Regions from separate parts of the Danio rerio genome. Here region 2 is linked to region 1. The links are chromatin contacts, called in public HiCAR-type maps. All regions are on one chromosome and are shown on one strand. Each heading gives the region's core, a stretch centred on a gene start, on an enhancer-like site or on the middle of the called end of the contact. The rest is flanking DNA. Distances are from core to core; before and after follow the strand shown. Region 1 overlaps LOC141379533 (a long non-coding RNA gene). Region 2 holds the start of plpp3 (phospholipid phosphatase 3).

What was found. HiCAR-type assays count read pairs that join an accessible place to other places.
Region 2: a HiCAR-type map of caudal fin shows a contact between it and region 1, with 13 times the contacts expected there. The contact joins the promoter of plpp3 here to the enhancer-like site in region 1. A contact is called at or near these places in 4 of 18 Hi-C or Micro-C datasets (caudal fin, embryo, fibroblasts and 1 more) and 2 of 4 datasets of contacts at active chromatin or transcription factors (caudal fin and embryo).

What each region holds. Positions count from the first base shown.
Region 1 is chr20:7,768,039-7,770,738 of GRCz12tu, reverse strand. LOC141379533 (a long non-coding RNA gene) reads left to right here. Exons shown (of 3, transcript XR_012396343.1): 3 at 570-2,449. Among named protein-coding and RNA genes, the nearest start is that of bloc1s2, 28 kb to the right of the region's middle. Within about 2 kb of position 1,343, at least 5 of the 62 cell types and tissues checked have an H3K27ac peak or open chromatin away from gene starts, as enhancers often do.
Region 2 is chr20:8,213,571-8,216,397 of GRCz12tu, reverse strand. It overlaps plpp3 (phospholipid phosphatase 3), which reads left to right and starts at 1,528. Exons shown (of 6, transcript XM_003200678.7): 1 at 1,528-2,037. The coding sequence starts at 1,902.

The DNA of each region.
Region 1 (2,700 bases), core at 94-2,593:
CCCCTTGCCCTTCCCCTTGGCCCTTACAACCGAGGGTTAAGGGGAAGGGCTTCAAAATTAACAATTAATTGAATTGGGACAGCACTACAGCACCAGCACATGTCATCATATGTCATCGCGATCTTTTGCTTCATATGAAATCAGATGATCACAACTTTTTTAGTGATTCCAGTTGTGTTGATTTTTAGTTTTTATCTTCAGGAAATCACTGAAGGAATATATTATGTTATCATAACAATCTAATGTGGCCATATTCATCTATGTATAAACACCAAAAACAACATTAACTTTATAGCAGACACTGTAAAAAGCTCATTCCCAGCCACAAGACATTACTGACAGCGTATTCGAGCATTATCGAGTGACAAAATGTTGTGGGACTGCTATACAGGAGCTATTATTATGGATATAGATTGTGAAATTTAGCTGTTTTTTTTTTTTCGTTTTTTTTTTTAAAAGCATGACAGTAAACACAAACACGGTTGTTAATATATTAAAACGTGCTTGTTTGTTGTAAAAATTCATAATAGTGACAACAAATACTAATTTGTGGATCTCATTGCTTCCAGGTGCAGCTGTGGCTGGTGTATTCTGGGCAATTTTCTTACTCCTTGATTTCGAGTGTGATCCTGAAAAATCTTCGTTTGAAGGGGTGTATACCCCTTGCCCTTAGCCCTACGCTCAAGCTTAAAAGAAATGGGACACCACTACCCCTTCACAGGCACACACAAAACGAGGGGAAAGGGGAAGGGCTAAGGGGTAAAATTGGGATTGAACCTCGGTGTCCACAACTCACTAATTATCTAACAAAACGAATACTACTTTAAATAGTTGCACTATAAAAACCTGTATATTTGTTATATTTTACATACCCTTTGATGTCTTAATTATTCAATGTAGCCTATATAATAAATCTGTAAGCTAGAAGGATGACTTCTGACTGCTGTCTGCCTGCGAATTTATCCCAGAATCAGTAATATGACGCCTAGTTTGGAGGGGTTTGAGTAAATAAACAATTACCTATAAATAGATTACTTTGAAGCAGATATCAGCACCTGAGGATGTTTGCGAGCATATTAAGATACCAATCCCAACATTCGTCAATCTATCAAACATTCTTTCACTGTGTTTCACACAAAGATATAAAAGAGATCCATCCGATCACTCAACTCTCTCACACAAATACATTTCATGCTCTCTTTCTCTTTCTCTCTCTCTCTCTCTCTCTCTCTCTCTTACACACACACACACACACACACACACGCACACACACACACACACGCATACAAACACAATTCCTGACTGACTCCCAAGGGAAGGGCCTAGATTTATGTATGTTTATTTACTCCAGCACTAGCAGTCTCCTGTGGTCTCGCGGCGTTCAGGATTCCCTAAGGAAAACCAGGAATTTCTTTCACCACAGATTCAAACACCCGACCGCACAATTCCAAAGAGCTCTTTATCACTTCTTCTCATCAAAGAAAGTCTATATCTCGGATCTTAATTTCCCTATTTTGTTAAAGGCTGTGTGCTCTAGTTTCTCGGCTGGTCCTTCAACTCATATCTGCAGTTCTTTTTAATGTGTTTGAGGGGTTATTTCTGTATTTGTTTCATGTTCTGGACAGATTCTGCTCAGATTTAGTATTTTAAAGAAGATAACTTAATACAGACATAATATTTACTTCAGTGTGGACTGAATGTAATGTTTTTAGACACATCCTTACATGCCATTCCAATTAGATTTTTTTTTTTTTTACATTTCTTTTACATGCAGTTAGTAAAGGGATAGTTCACGGATAGTTTTTTTTAGTTCAATGAAAATACATTCATTATTTATAATATAAAATATACTCAGAACCTCACATGGTTTCAAACCTTTATACAATTCTTTCATCTGTTGATCACAAAGGGGGAAATTTTGCAGACAGATGTAAATCTATAGACCCCCATAGTTGGAAAAACGAATATTATGGGAAAAGTTTCTTTTTTTGTGTGTTCCACAGAAGAAATAAACTCAAACTAACTTGTAACAAGTGAAGAGTAAGTAAATAACATGTTTTCAGTGAACTGTAACCCTTTAAGAATTTTTTTTTGCTCATTTAAGTAGGACTTAAAGATTTATGAAGAACCTAACAACCTTACATTTATGTAAGTTTTAGCAAGTGTAATGTAACCAAGTTAGATATTATGAGTATGGAAAATGGCTTTTCCTGCATTTATTCTGCTTCAGGAGTCAGTCAGTTGACTGTAAACAACACAACTAACAAAGCAATAAATAGTTTTGAAGAAAAAATTGCTTTGTCGTTGAACCTGAGAAAAACTTGAAAAATAATCATAATGACGTAGTCTCCATGCTATAATAATAATAATAATAATGATGAAACCATTTTTAACTGCGGGGACATATCTTTATTATACAATTTGGCTGTATTATTTGTGTCAATAATACAAAAAAAAAAAAAAAATGCTGGAAAAATAATTTTATATTTATTGTCCCCCCTACTGTTAAATCAGATTTATGCACATGTCAATGAGTAACCGGTCTTGGACTGCAGGGTGATATGGCTGTGGCCATATTTACTAGAAGATCGGCTATCACTCTGATGAACTGTGTGCTTGTATACTCATCAACAAATGACCATTGCATGCTTACTTGTCCTTCTCATCGATCTAGAGGAATGCTTACACTTGTGTGGTGTT
Region 2 (2,827 bases), core at 279-2,778, 450 kb before region 1:
GTATTACGATCATGTAAGCACTAGGTGGCAGTGTTTCATCAGTGCTGAGTTGTAGTCAAACAGTTGGCTCTAATTCATCATCATTTCTTTTAGGCAGGACTTGACAGATTTTTTATATGCTCAATATACATCTACCTCCATAATTTTATGGTTAGTACAAATTTAAGGTCGCAGGAAAATTATGGAGGGGGGGGGGGGAATTCAACTGATTGTTGTGCTCCACAGGTGTCTTATTGTCTCTGACATATTGTATTGTTTTCAGATCACTGACAGAGCCACTGTTGGCCATTTGCCTCTTTGTTCTGTGGTTAGTCAAATGGTAATTTTATCTTTCTTGTGGGATCGTTGTCTTACGATAAAAGATGAACTTCTACAATTGAGTTCCAGTTTTAAACATTGGTTCTTGTGCAGAATTGTACTGTTCTTTACATGTGACCTTAATTTACATTTAATTGACTTTCTGTTAATTTATTTAGCATACACTTTGCAAGCTTATGAATAAAGTATTCTACATATAAGAATAAACAGTTTATAATTTAAATACAAAGTTTTGAGTTGAAAAGCTAGAATGAAAGAATTAAGCAAGCGTGAAAACATCTGTCAGATGTAGTATAGTGCGGGAGTTTATTATTATTATTATTATTATTAGTAGTAGTAGTAGTATTATTAGTATTATTATAATAAATTTATTTTTAAAACTATTATTACATATTATAAAATATACTAATATTTATTTATTTTGAAATTTTGAAACTTTGAAATTTTAAAATTTCAAAATATTGTTTTTAAAATTTTAAAAACAATATTTTATTTATGTATAACAACAACATAATAATAATAATAATAATAATAATTATTATTATTATTATTATTATTATTATTATTATTATTATCATCATCATCATCATCATCATCATTCTTCTTCTTCTTTTTCTTCTTCTTCTTCTTCTTCTTCTTCTTCTTCTTATTATTATTATTAATGTATATTTTCTATTATTATTATTATTATTATTATTTTATTAGTATTACAATTTTATTTATTTATTATTATTATTATTATTATTATTATTATTATTATTATTATTATTATTATTGTTGTTGTTGTTGTTTTTACAAACAAAATCACAGATTGAAAGATTGATTTACTTCAGTCATAAATAGTGCTGATTTTTTTTCTGCATTTATTATGAATAAATTAATGAAACATGGAAATTAAAGGAAATTATATTTTTTTAATCTAAACCCACATCCTATCTGCTCCATCCATAGACTGTAAAAGATCCATCCAACCCATGTCCGAAGGTCTGGCTAGAGTGCGTTTCCAGCAGTGTCCGCTGGAGTCAGTGTCCGCCCGTATCTGAGTGCGACTCGAGACCGCGTTTACTCCAGCGCTCTTCTCCACTTTCATTCAGCGTGACTCTTTCGGGATAACGTTAGCAGAAGTGGGGAAGGGGCTGAACGCTCGCTGAAGGGAAGGAGGTGGAGACCGAAGGAGGATTCATAAACAGGAGTTGATCTCCTAGTTTTAAAACGCCTCTCTCAATTCAGACCTTCAAGTAGCGTAGCGACAGAACTAAACCACAACTCACTGACCGCCGCATCATTCAGAGAAAGCGAAGAAGAAAAGCCGCTTCTCAAAAAACACCGCGCGCTTTACCAGACGACAAAAGTTGAGTGGACTTGATTGCACGGGACATCTCAGTGTTTTCATTAACTTCCCAGGACGTCTTCCCACTTGTTGTTGTTTTTTTTTTTCTTTATTTTGTTTGTTTGTTTTTTCTTTTTTTTCGGAAACTTCTTTAAACTTTATATACGACACGTCCTTTGCTGACAAGACCACTGTGCAAAACAAATATCTGGGATTTTTTTTAGGAAAAAGACATCAGAAGGAACTCTAACAAATGCAAAACTATATGTATGAGAAGGCGATGGCACCCGAAACTAGAAACGGAGGAACGTCCACGTTAAATAACAACGGCGTAAACAACAGCAAGAGGAAACTTTTAATAGCACTAGACATCTTCTGTCTTGTCCTGGGTGAGTGTCCCCCACACACACACACACACACGTTTACAAGAATTGGGAAAACCATGCAGTCTGTCTAAAACTATTGGATCACATTATGCACATTTGGAAACAGAAGTTTGCAAACGTTTAATTATGCAAAAGTGGTTTATTTGTACTATCATTTATAATTTAGTATTTTAATGAGTAATATACAGTGCATTAAACCTAACCCCACTGAGATCCAAATATGTAGTTGTTTAAAAATAAAAATGAGCGAAGTGTCAAGATACAGTGAAAAGTTTATTTGTGTAATGTGTAAACATTTCCGTATCTTTTGCTTTGAGTGAAGGTTGACATTTAAAGGTGAACTGGTTTAACAGTTTATTTATTGAAATATTTGAAAGCTGAATCACAAGAACTTCTACTGATTCAGATGGAGATGCAAATGTGACTTTTTTGCATTTTTATCCTAGTCAGCAGAAGAATATAGTATAATATAATTTATAATACCAACAATTTCATCTCATATTGAATATCAGCAGCTGCACATTGCATGTTTTGTTTTCAGTTTGTGAGAAGCCTGATGCACCAACAACGACATTCTGATTTCAATGAACTTTTGGTATTGGACAAAATAATGCAAAGTGTGACTTTTCATGAAAGGTAATCTTAGTAAAAGAATCTCATTTTTGCAGACTGAATATTTTTTCTCAGTTTAACACTGAAGTCATACTGGATGTCCTATAAAAGCCTGATGCAGCACCAAGTGTGATACTCTGAATTCAATGTACCACTGTTTATTGAGATAACAATGTAAATT